Linked DNA regions of Zea mays: region 2 is linked to region 1. A link is a contact called in public Hi-C data. All regions are on one chromosome and are shown on one strand. The core of a region is the stretch at or near the end of the contact, and the rest is flanking DNA. Distances in the headings are between cores, read along the strand shown. Region 1 holds the start of LOC100194121. Region 2 has its middle 28 kb from the start of LOC100192882.

Region 1 (6,994 bases), core at 4,471-6,970:
AACTGCTGTACCATGAACTGCTGTACCATTTGATGATGTGTGCTGAATGTAAATTGGATGGCTATCGCTACTACAGGATGTTTGAGATGGCTCCGGCTCTGGTATGGACCTGTATTTTATAATATCAATTTAAATAGTTTTAAAAATGTTTAATCTAAATAATAAACAAATAACTTATGTCTTCTAAAGGCTAGAGCACCTAATGACCTGCTCCACCAAATTTTATGAAGTTAGAGCTGTCCTAAACGTGGTCTTTATAAAGCACAAGTTTCCACAATTTCACGGTCCCAAACATGGTCTATATAAAATCACCGGTTTCCATTATTTCACGGTTTGCACCGTCGTCATGCCCCTCTCACACGCATTTAAATGTTAAAAAAACTAAAACTATACACAAATGAGAATTTGAACTATGATTGTTGGTTTTAAACCTACATTCATCGCTTGCCCGCACATGTACGTCGCTCGCCGCGTCCTTTGCCTCGACCAAGTGAGCGCGCATGTGGTACTCCATCCTCTCCCCTCATCCATGAATTGGAGGGAGAGGGAGACCTTCACGTATCAACTAGTCTAACTCCTTTAAACTACCAATGTAGTACTATTGGTTTCACCATCTTATTGTCATATATGGGCTAAGATTTAATTGTATTTCTCTAATGGGCTAAGCCCGCAAATACAACAATCTTTTTCCGGATCTCAAATGGAGTGTTTCAAAAGTTGAACTTTTGACTAGAACTTGAAACTGCACCATGTCATAACTTTGAAAAATAAACTATGTATTGAATTGTAAGTTTTATGTGAACGGGCTTCACTAGGAGGAAGGTTAACAGAGCTATATATATACTCGCTCTTTCAAATCGAAGACCACGACATCATAAGCATCCGGGAACCTCAGTGTTCATGCCTTGTATATGTTCTTCCTGCGGTTGGAACCTCAGTGTTCGGCCGTGCGAGTATACCGAGGCCACGTTTGAAAAGCCGACCGGGCGCCCTGGATCAAAAAGTTTGGACTGACGTAGACCTCGCCTTCCGGTTTTTACCACACCCACGCGCACTCGTAACGGTTATAAATGATTTTTTTTTACTCCCGTGAGTTGCAAGATTGCAATAAAAATCTTTCGATTTGGAGTTGTTGCGATGCATCAGACTAGCTCCAACAAGGAGCTCTAAAGGGTCCTGTACCCTAAATTTTTATGACGATGACGTCCTCTACTCCCTCCAGCAACGTCCTCTAAACGGTCCTCTAAATTTAGAGAACACTGCTGGATCCTCTATATGTAGAGTTTCTCTAAACGGTTCTCTATCTATTTATATAATTTAAACAACCGATTTAATAAAACTAAAATATGTATAATACATTTGATAGTATGACAAATACGTATGTACAAAAATTAAAAAATTAAAAATGTCTTTAATATAGGTATTTATATATAGATGACGTGATTTAGAGGACGTTGTTGGAGAGAAAGTAGATATAGGAGATGGAATCTTTTAGAGAAAACTGTAAAGGACAGATATATAGGATGTATATAGAGGACGTTGCTGGAGACAATCTCATGGCAGTAGCTCTGGATAGGAAGAATGTGGTGAAAGGCTGCTGTATAGTCTCGCCGCTTCGGTAACAGTGGGTCCATCCTGCATCCTGGAGGGGTGCTGACGACTCCATCCATCCAAAAAGGTAAAAAAAAACAACTGTTTTCGAGAAGTTAAATTTATCTGAATCTATAAAAATATATTTGCATATTTAAATATATTTTTTATGAAAATATATTCCATGAATAATTTAATAGTACTTATTGTATATTATTCATACCGTTACTTTTGTAAAAATATCTGGCGTGGGGTCCTGAGTCCTGACGCATGTACAGTACATGGCATGAAATAAGTGTCGCACCTCTATTAATTTTTCTCTAGCTCCGTCCCCATGAAAACTATAACGCTATATTTTTCTACCTGCAAATTATAACAAGTTTCTTTGTCTCGTTCTCCTATAGTAAAAATGTATGACATAAATATCTTCTTCGTATGGCTAGCATTAGCATATAAATATATTAGGCTAACTAGAGATACGTCTTTTCTTCAACTAGAGCCAACTCGCTTTGGGTTAACCAAATACAGCTAGTGTTCTCTCCTGCTCCAATTTCGATGGTTGTAACCATTTTTTTGTACGTGTATTTAGTCAACCTGAACACAACAAAAACCAAAGAAAACAGGCCAACAAATCTTCTGTCTATTGTCCACCATACATAGAAAATCGCACGGTTTCCTCAAACAAGATCAGGCAGACAGATCGAGAATAGTCCAACCGAACCAGACCACGCGCACCTAAGCAACCAGGGCTTCCTCTGCACGGTTTCCATATGGCAGCCGCAGGAGACCCAGCTTAGCAATTGGTTGTGGGGTTCACCAACTCAACTCCCAAGTCTCCAACCAAAGTTCCTACCAAAGACTAACCAAGCTGCAGGAGGAGCGATTTTTTTTTTTAGCAAATTGAGCTCCCTTTTCGGCCAGCTTTTGGGCAATCTCCGAGATCGTTTCGGTTTGGCGCGTTTCAGACCAGTTTTCGGGAGAGTTGGTGGTGTGGAAATGGACAAGTCGACCGGCCACATGCTGTTCTTGTTTGGACTTGGGATGGGAGCTCTCTCTCTCTCTTCTACTGAAAGGAAGAAAGGATGGATGCATAGCCTAGCCACCCGACATCTCTAGTTGAAAATCCCTGCTGCCGCTACATGCATTGGCTGGCTCACGTAGTACAGTACGACGCAGCAGCACTAGACGCTAGATCGACACAGCATTCATTTCGTGTAACCCAATCAGACATGCATCCTTGCAGCGTTCTGCTAGAGTATACTACTACTCCCCTACCTGAATGAACTGTCACTTCGGAGGCTGGTACGTCATCAGGAAATGGAATTCGTGCGGCTGCTACTTGTCGAGTTGACGACGAGCTACCATTGGTTCTCTCAGGTACAGAAAAAAAAGGGTAGTACTTGGTTTTTAAAGGGAAAAAAAGGATATGAGGCAGATTAAGTGGTCTAAACTAAAGCTTTGTCTCCCAAATGCTTTGGGGGTACTGGCTATTTTAAATTTGGAGATTCATAACAAATGCCTTCTGTGGAAATAACGGCTCTTTAAGCTACCAAGTGATCAGGATGGAACATGACAAGAATTCATTAAAAGGAAATACCTACATTATAAATCTACCACTCAAGTTTCTAAAAGAGCAGGATACTCTCAATTATGGTCTGGCTTGAGGGGGTGATGAGAGATCAATTTTACCTATTGGCTCTTTTAGATTACAAAATGGTGAATATGTGAGATTCTGAAAGGATAAGTAGATAGCAAGTAAACCCTTTTATGCAGCTTAATCTTTATAGACTCGTTATGAAAAAAAACATCTTTACATATGTAATAATAAATACTTTTGGCGACAGATTTTAGTTTAAAGGCCGGCGAGCATCGGTACAAAGAACATGATTTTAGCACCATCTTTTGGCGATATTCGGTGAAAACAAAATTTATATACATAAATATATGCACCGAATAATAAGGACTAACCTATTTTAAAAACTTCTTTAGATTTATTACTTACTATCCTACGATGTCATTAAGTATATCAAATACTTGCAATGATCAAACAACACCAACGAGAACAAGATCCTGGCCGACATCAAATCAATGACCAAAGTTTGTCCAGGCCACAGATTATGTGAAAATAGTTTTGAACAATTCGAGATGCTCCTGGTGGATAGCTCTAAGACATGAAAAAACATTGTCATAATTCAAACAAGGCTATAGAAAATAACTATAGAACCATAATATACGAAAGCAAGATCATCTCCAATTTAAATCGATAAAAAGGGTTAAGAAACTATATAAAGGTTTTAAAAAAATAGTATTGTCGCTAATAGATCTTATCGAGATGACATCAAACTCAAAGGCTGCTTAGTTTGGCAGCTGAAATTGCAGTGTCACAAAACAATAATAGCTCTAAGTCCGAGTTCATGGAAGACACGTCAACATAAAACAACAATAATAAAATAAATAAATGAAAAAGAATTATGGTACAATAAGCAAACTAGACCCACACTTTTTGTACGGAGTAACCTGCTAATTTCGATGACATCGAAATAAATCCGCTTTCATCACTACAAGCTTATGAGATAACAAATAATCTCTCTCAGAACCTATTTTTGGAAATATAAGCCCATCCGAAGGAAGGAAAGAAAAAAATATTTAGAGGCGCTTGACAGATCACTAAGGGTGCGTTTGGTTCAGGAACCAACTCGGATGAAGCGGCTCCATTCCAGTATCTAGGAATTGAGCCATTTCATTCTGTGTTTGGCGAGCAAAATGGAACCGCTCTATTTTCTGTTTGATTGAAGAGTATAATAGAGCGGAGCCGCTCCGTTCATTGTTTGGTTAGAGAGTCATATGAGTGTGGAGTGGAGGAGAGGGAGGACGCGAGAGCGCTCGCATCCGGTCGTTTTGGTAGAGCGAGAGCATCCCAAATATTTGCCATATATAGACTCCAGCAGTCACTCCTCTCCTCTATTGGAAACCAAACATCAAAAAAATAAGAATGGAGCCGTTCCATTCATTTCTGCTTCTCAACCAAACACGTCATAAAGTATTGTATCCGTTCTTTTTTGTTTGTCGTGATTTAGTTATTAAAAAATAAGCTAGCGGGCAACAAATATTCTATAGTGGAGATAGTAATATTTTTTTTTCGGTTTAAAAAAATAATGGAGTTCGTTTCCTCTTTGTTGATTTACTTCTCGTCGCTTCCCTAACTTTGTTTGCAAGGGTTAAAAGGACAAAGACGGTTTTTTTTTGCTCCTTTAATTAACTCGCAAGGTTTACCAGCCATCACTCGACATCACGTATTTGCATCGCTCAGAAAAAGGCAACGCGAAAGTCAAACTTAAATCTTCTTTAGAATTTCTCAATTCTATCCAACCCTGAAAATGATTTGAATTTTTAAAGAATACAAATTTCCGGAGGCCTCCGGCTGGAGAGTGGGCATCGTGGTTTAGCGGCAACGGGTAGTGGGTGTAGCAGTCGCGGGAAACGCGTGCAAAGCGGTTAGCCTACTGCTTCCTACTACTCTGCTCCGAGTCCTAGCTAGGGCAGTGGTGGTGGTGGGCCACCGATAAGGAAAAGGAACCCGTCTGCGTTCTTCCAAGTACACGGAGAATCCTGCCGGCCGGATAATGATGGATGGCACATCTCAGCCGTCCATGGTCCATTACAGTGGTAATAACTAGCTCTAGCAGCTCCCATGCCATTCCACGCGCGGCGACAACTCCTGTACTGTACACCGTCATTGTTGCACCGTTATTAGACAGACCATCGGGACATCTCATCCATAAATGTGACTAGACTAGACTAGACAATGGCAGCAGGATTACCGCTGTCTAAGGCCCTGTTCGGTTATTTGGGATTAGAGACCCGGATTAATTTCTAGCCAGATTATTTCTCTAATTTATATAGATTTTGATGAGCTGGAATGAATCCTAGCTTATTCCGTTACAACCGAACGGGCCCTAAGGACGATATCGGCAATCTTACTAGTACTGTTTTTACTGCTACCCAAAAGCATGACCAATTTACCACGATCGAAAGAGAAGGCTCCTTTTTCAGGAGGGGAAAAAAAGTCAAATGGGAAAAGTGACCAAGTACTAAATAAATAGGAGGCCATTCTAGTTCTACGGAAGCATACAAAACAGCTGCAGTTTCAGTGAAGCTGTTGCCGGGCGATGATACGATATGATATGATGTAATAGGATACCAGTGCCATTTCCCACCCATTAACCTTACCTTGCCTCTCTTCTAATTTAAACCTCTGCTGCAAGGGAGCGAGAGAGAGAGAGAGAGGAGAGGCACACAGCGCGCAGAGAGACTAGAGAGAGAGGGTTTGTCCTCCTGCCTGCCTTGGCTTGGCTAGCTTGGCCTCCCCTCCACCTCCATCGGTGTATTACATCCGAGGGCACTCCATCTCTTGCGTCCCTTAACCCCTCCACCAATCCAATCCAATCCCTTAACCCCGCACCGAATCCAGACTTCGAAGCTTCCTCTTCCTCCCGGTCCCGGCCCCGGCCCCGGCCCCGGAGCCCTGTTCTTGGTACTTAGGACAAGGTAAAGATTTGGTTTTTTCTTCTCCCCGTCATCTGGTTCCTCTTCTTCTTCTTCCTGGCGCTGCTGTGTTACTCAGTTAGTTTTAATACTCGCCAGACGCTCCGAGACCCTCGAGATTGAGAGCTCGCTCGCTCGCTCGGTGTCTTCGCCAGCTGCCCACCCTCCTTCCTGCTCGTCCCCCCGCTCGCGCCTCCTCTTCCTCGGTGAGTCTCGGTTTCTTGCTGTTCAGACATTTTTTCTTCTTCTTCTTCTTCTTCTGTCCGTGGTGTACCGTCGATGCAACGCTAATTAAACGCGCTTTCCTCGCACCCCTTGTGCGGCATTTAGCAACCACCAACTCTCATCAATTCGTTCTCCTCCCACAGAAAAGTGGCAGCTTTTTATTCGTCCCACCATATGTTGCCGTGCGCTCCGAGCGTGGAGGGTTTTACCTGTTCTTGGTACACTTGCCGGTTTCGATCCACATCTCACAGCTTTGGCCTCTCTCGGCACAGCGGCTGTAATCCCACTAATCTGATCCCCATTTCTTGCGGTTATCAGTTTGGTATATATATTTTTTTTAAAAAATGAATTACTATTATTTCCAACAAGCGGTTCCGGTTAGTTTCTGTCAGTCAGTTCCTATATCATAAGGGAGCAGTTGCCCGGTTTCCTTGGACATTTGGATCCCCACCGCCTGCGACCGCGTGCTCCTCATTGGGTTTGGCTTCTTGGTCTGCCTCTGGTTACTCTTACCGATGTTTCAAACACAATTTCAATCTGTCAGTTGCGATTGCGTTTGATTGCTTTTTCTGCATCGAGTGTCTGCAATTCGCGAGGATGGTGGCATTGTTTCTGTGAACTGAACCATGGATCA
Region 2 (6,288 bases), core at 2,004-4,503, 66 kb before region 1:
GTCACGGGCCAGTCAGCCGTGGGAATAGGCGTAGCAGTCGGCATGACCATAGGCGGGCCGACAGTAATTACATCAATAGGTGCGCAGGAGCAGCAGGCCAACCGCCAATCAGACTCTGGCCCCACCTGCAGACTCGCATCCTCCTCTGAGGCGGGCCCAGGGGCCACTGTCGGTACCCTGAATTAGGGGTACCCTCTTCTACGGCATGAAGGCGCTGCACCCGTACGACACCTACAGGCCACGCAGAGAGCGGCACCCGACCCCACCACATGGGCAGGTCTAGGGGCACCATGTGGCAAGGAAAGATAATACTTCCAAGGGTGTATCGATGGGTCCGGACCTCCGCAGAGGTACACCGGACCCCTGTACGTACGGGTCTGGAGCTTCCAAGAGGACATGCCAGGTCCCTCCGAGTAAGGTCCGTGCCTTGGCAAGGTCCCGGGACGAGGAGGACCCCGACATGAGAAGGGGTCCGGTGCCGGCACGTGTCCAAGCCTTGCCCTACGCTTCCCGCCCAGGCGGAGACCCGCTGCTGCCGCGTGGCTTATGGCCCGTGACATAAACCAACGGGCCGAGCCTGACGTAAGGCCCACACAGTCGTGCAGCCTCTGCATTTACTGTGGAGAGGACGCGCCGCCTGCCACCACGTTGACGGGCGACGTGCTCTCTCAGCATTTAATGTGCCCTGTCCAATCCGCTGGCAGACGGCGTCAGAGTCATCCAGCAGACGGCGCGCCTGACCAGTCTGTTGGTGAACAATGCGCCCGTGCCGAGCGGCGCACTGTACTCATCATCCCTTCTACAAGAAGCTTCCCTTGCACGCCGAGGATACACAGATCTCGGGCATCGTGACACAAGAAGATTGCCCCAGCAGCAAACATTTGTGGCTCCAAGTGCTATATTCATTATGTCCATAGGTCCACATGTCGGGACCCAGTACCTTTGTGCATGCCCCCTTCAGCTATAAAAGGGGAGACATGCGACGTTACAACACAGGCTCACACAAGCTGATAGACTCACAAACTCATACGAGTTCACCAACAATACATCACACAGTGGTGTAGGGTGTTACGCTCCGGCGGCCCAAACCACTCTAAAACCTTGTGTGTTCTTGTGTTCTTCCTGTTTTTCTAACTAACAAGAGAAACACCTAAGCTCCTCCTCATCTTAGGATTTAGGGCGGGTGCACTCCGCCACCCGGCCGGAGATTTGCTCTCCGACAAAAATCTATGCAAAGGACCCAGCTATATTATGTGCAAGTGTCGTTTTGACTAAGTACGACTATCTGTATCACAAAAGGAGTTACATATCCTAGTTTTTAAACCTATACACTAGCTTGTAACTAAGTTAGAAAAGTAAAACACATAACTAAGCTAACACAATACAAATGCGGAAGTCTGAGTTTAGGGAGTTTTTTTTTAAACTAACGGAGATGCTTTAAGTACCCTATTGGGTGGGATATCTTGTGCTTCATCGAATATGTCTGGTTCCTTATAGATCGCCCCAACCACATTGCAAACATCTCCAAGTACTTTGTATGGTGACTTATGTAGTGCAATGCCTGGTGCACACCTACATGTCTAGTGTACTATATTTGGTGTTTTATCGCAGCATCAACGGAGACGTCCCATGCTGCTAAGCATCCTGTTTTTATTCGTGTTTCTTCGGTCCGAGGTTCTTTAGGGTAGGAAGGGATGGAGTCCTGTAAACCCCCTCTCCTCTGCTACTGCACCACTGTCTCTACCCCACATCCAGTGAAACCACGGTGAATCTATCCACACCTCTTGTAGATCCGATAACTACTATAGTACTATGCCTGATGTAAACAGGGTTGGACTCAACTCAGATGTCATATTTTACGTTTTAGGGCAGACCAAGAGTTTTTTTTTTCAATTTCACTCTCTCTCTCAATTATTATTTAGAGAGACATTTGCATAAAAACACACGTTCGGTATCTTTTCACCCCACATCCAGTGAAACCACGGTAAATTTATCCACACCTCTTGTAGATCTGACGTAAACAGAGTTAGACTTAAAGGCCCTGTTTGGGAACAAAGTTTTTAAAATACCACAGTATACTTTAGTCATGACAATACCGCAGTTTACAATACCGTAGTTTTGAAAACTGAGGTCCAGAGCTAAGTTTAGAATGCCTTAAAACAACTATAGTATTTGCAATACTTCAGTTTTAAAAAAACAGAGATTTTAGCCAACTTGCTAAACACCATTCTGTATATAATACTGCAGCATTTGAGAATACTGCAGTATTCTTTCAAAACTGTGAAAAACTTCACTCCCAAACACCCCCTAACTCAACAGAGGTCATATTTTACGTTTTAGAGCCGTCCAAGAGTTTTTTTTAAAAAAATTTCGCTCTCTCAATTATCATTTGGAGAGACATTTGCATAAAAAAACACATTCGGTATCTTTTCGATCTCCGACATGTTTTATATATCTTGTTTATATTCTACATAGTCATTTACATTTTTTTTAATATTTGGCTAGCGGGAAATCCGGATAAAAATATAATTATATTTGGATACCCATTTTGATAAGCTGTTGAAGGAAACTTTTTTATTTTTTTTATTTATGCAGATTAGAAAGAGTATACAGAGTCTTTTACTCTTTTACTGTTGCTTAAAAAAATTTAATTTTTCGAAAGAAAAAAATACGTACCGCAGTACCCTGCGAACAAAAATATTCGATGCGAAAACCCGCGGAGCTGTGTCTCCGCATGGTTGCTGGGCTTGCAGTTGCAGCACGGCAGTGCAGGTGTGCGCAAGCCTGCAAGTCTGCTGCACTGCAGTGCAATGCAACCCATGGTGGCCGCTGGTTTTATGGAGAAGATAAACGCATCGGTGGAAGCGAGATGCAGCGCTTGCCGAGACCGGAAGGAAAAGCGGGCAACGTGTGGCTGGCATGGCATGGCATGGCAGCCGGGGAGTACGGAGGGGGGTGTGGCTGCCTGCCACCGCCGCGGCAGGCTGCAGGCGCCGGCGCGTATCTCGAGGCGGCGGAGTGGTGGGGTGGGGACTGGGGAGGGAGGGCCTGAGACGTCGCTCTCTCCCGAGGCCGATGGGGACGGGGAAGCAGAGCAGACAGCGCGATATGAATGCACGCACGACGACGGACGGGCACGAGGCCCGCTGGATCTGGCCGCGGGGCCACCCCCCGGATCTTGACCGGTCAATGCGCGCGGGCCCCGGCCTCGGCCTAGGGTGAGTGCGATCTTATTGGGTGTCGTGTCTGCTGGCCCGCCTCGGGCCTCGGGCACGTCCAGGCCCAGTCAGACAGCCAGCCCACGCCGGGTGGGGATCGGTAGCGACGTGACTCGCCCCGACGCCAGTGCTCTGTGACGCTGTCTGTACTGTGGTTACCCCCGCCCCGTGGCCGTCCGCGCCCCCATGGCCGGCGCAGTGCTGGGAGCCTGGGAGTACGGCGAGAGTGTGCAATTGTGCGTGCATGGAAGCGCAAGCAAGGGCCGGGCAGGGATCACACGGTCAACGTGCACAGGAGCGTTGCACGATCCCATCCCCGAGACACGGCTATGGCGCTGTCGACGCCGTGTAGGGAGGATCGGAGCTGTTGTGCACGCAGTACTTGCGCCCACCGTCGTCGTCCTACCTGTTCTAGTTGGGTTCGGATCCGTTCGGCTGCTTGTAGTCTGGTAGAGTACTCTACTCTACTGTTGAGCAGTGCTACAAACTTGCCGGTGGCGTGTTATATTCACTGTTCACATCCGTCGCGCCGCTACCGCACAGCGCAGTGTGTTGCACATGCTGGTTACTTGAGGGGGCTGATCAGATCCCCACTCAACTCCTACTAGTAAATGCTGGGCCATGATAATCCCTCTCCTTAGACCCTGTTTGTTTCAGATTATAATCTCTCCAGATTATATAATCCAGCGTAAATAATCGAATAGTTAAACAAACACATATATTATTGGTTCAGATTATATAATCTAAACTCTAGATTATGATAATCTCATAATCTCCTCAAGACTAGCTTATTTGAGATCATTTTGGTAAAAGACCCACTATCCATGGTAATGTAAATAGAAATTACAATATATGTCATCCTTCTTTTCTCACCTCAAATAAACAATAAGGGTATTGTTGTCTTTGTGAATAATCTACATTTGTATAATCTAAACTACCAAACAACTACATATAGATTATAATATATCTAGATTATAATCTAGATTATATAATTTAGATTTTAATCCAGATTATATAATCTATAAGCTGAAACAAACAGACCCTTAGCCTATCCCCGGAGCTGCCTTTTCATCTCACCTCATATTTCTATCTTAAATTTTACTCTACAAATAATATAAAACAATATTTTATACGATCATATACAAGCTCTGCAGAGCAGTGGCAGAAGATGGATAAAAATTTAGGTATGACTCTACATTATATAAGGCTGGCTTCAGTGGTTGCCGCCAGCCAGCACTCTCCCCTTGCATGGCGCCTGAAGGGGGCGCTCCACGCCTGCAGCGTTGCCCCCTACAGGGCCCCTACCGGCCGGTCCCCTTCTCTCTCCCTCTAGATTTAGCGTTTCACTATTCACACCCTTGAGACTGTTTATTTCAGTAGCAGTGGGTCCACGAGTAATTGTTAGTAGATGAAAAATTGATATTGGTTGAAAAGTAAATATAAAAAAAATGATATTTTATGGTTGTAGTGGGGTATAGAGGAAAATATAGGGGGCCGCTGCGGGAGATGAAAACGTAGGGGTGAAATGTTGATGATGTGACGCAAAAAATTTGATATAGGGGGAAATTTTAGAGGGAACGCTACGGATAGCCTAATATTTAGTATGCAACTAATTAAATTATAGAATAAAAATGCACAACATATATTGTCGGCGTTTCAAACCCGGGGGGTCCCTGGACCGACGAGTAAATTATCGCCGCGTGCCCCAGCCTAGATGGGTCGGCGCGAGACGGAGCGCGAAGGGGGGAAGAAGCCGGAGGGAGACGGGCGTGAGAGGTGAAATCCCGCGGCCTTCGTGTATTGCCTCCCTGACTAAGATGAAGCCGCCCTGGCTGAAGTCCAGAGGCTCGACGCGGCCGCCGCGGGCCCGAGCGCGGTGCTGGCAACCACCTTCGAGGCAGAGATCCTCCCGCCTGTGCCATCGCCCGAGGCCGGGGCGGACTTTGCCGAAGGCGGAGACGAAGCCGAGGGCGCGGCTCCTTCTCCGGGCAACGCCTAACTCTGCCGGAGCAGTTCTCCTTGAATGCACGTGTGTCTTTTGCGGCCGCTGAGGCCCGAACACTTTATTATCGTAGTATAAAGTCGTGCTCCTTTTCCTTCCATTTTGTGTGTCCGGCCCCGTTCGTCAGTAGCAGGGTGGTTTGCCCAAGTAGGAGTCATTTTTCGTGGTAGGTGACGAGTGAGGTATCCGTATCCCAGAGGCGTAGGAGTCCCTCGGCTCAGTCAGCCTTGCCACTTACATGCGCCCGCGTTCGCTTCTTGGGGTCCTGCTACTGATATAGCCGGGGAACGCAGAAGCCTTTATGATTGAAAATTTCGACGCAGAGGGGGTTCCCCCCTTTTAGCCCCCGAGGGAGGGTCGGGCTTTGCCGAGGCAAGGCTGACCCTTCCTTGATGACTAAACTTTGCGTGGGGATGAGGTATACGAACAACTTGAAAGCATCTTAAGGGTAGAAGCGACGTAGCTGTTGGATGTTCCAAGCGTTGCTGTAGACCTCGCCCTGACTGTTGGCCAGCTTGTACGTTCCGGGCTTCAGAACTTTGGCGATGACGAACGGCCCTTCCCAGGGAGGCGTGAGCTTGTGCCGCCCTCGGGCGTCTTGTCGCAGCCGAAGCACCAGGTCGCCCACCTGGAGGTCTCGGGACCGAACCCCTCGGGCGTGGTAGCGTCGCAGGGACTGCTGGTACCGCGCCGAGTGTAGTAAGGCCATGTCCTGAGCCTCTTCCAACTGGTCCAGTGAGTCTTCTCGATTAGCTTGATTGCTTTGGTCGGCGTAGGTCCTCGTCCTCGGGGAACCGTATTCTAAGTCTGTGGGCAAAATGGCCTCGGCCCCATAGACTAGAAAGAACGGTGTGAAGCCCGTGGCTCGGCTCGGCGTTGTCCTCAGACTCCAGACCACCGAGGGGAGTTCCTTCATCCACCGCTTGCCGAATTTGTTGAGGTCGTTGTAGATCCGAGGCTTGAGTCCTTGTAGAATCATGTTGTTGGCACGTTCTACCTGCCCATTCGTCATGGGGAGGGCCACGGCGGCCCAGTCCACCCGGATGTGGTGATCCTCGCAGAAGTCCA

What was found. Hi-C and Micro-C count contacts between places; a contact is called where the count stands out from the background.
Region 2: a contact with region 1 is called in a Hi-C map of leaf, with 4 times the contacts expected there. The contact joins the enhancer-like site here to the promoter of LOC100194121 in region 1. A contact is called at or near these places in 3 of 25 Hi-C or Micro-C datasets (bundle sheath, ear and leaf).

What each region holds. Positions count from the first base shown.
Region 1 is chr8:10,718,728-10,725,721 of Zm-B73-REFERENCE-NAM-5.0, reverse strand. LOC100194121 reads left to right here and starts at 5,720. Exons shown (of 9, transcript NR_183225.1): 1 at 5,720-6,138; 2 at 6,235-6,341.
Region 2 is chr8:10,782,561-10,788,848 of Zm-B73-REFERENCE-NAM-5.0, reverse strand. No RefSeq gene overlaps it. Among protein-coding and RNA genes, the nearest start is that of LOC100192882, 28 kb to the left of the region's middle. Within about 2 kb of position 3,253, at least 20 of the 20 cell types and tissues checked have an H3K27ac peak or open chromatin away from gene starts, as enhancers often do. A contact at or near this core is called in bundle sheath, ear and leaf, where this site is marked.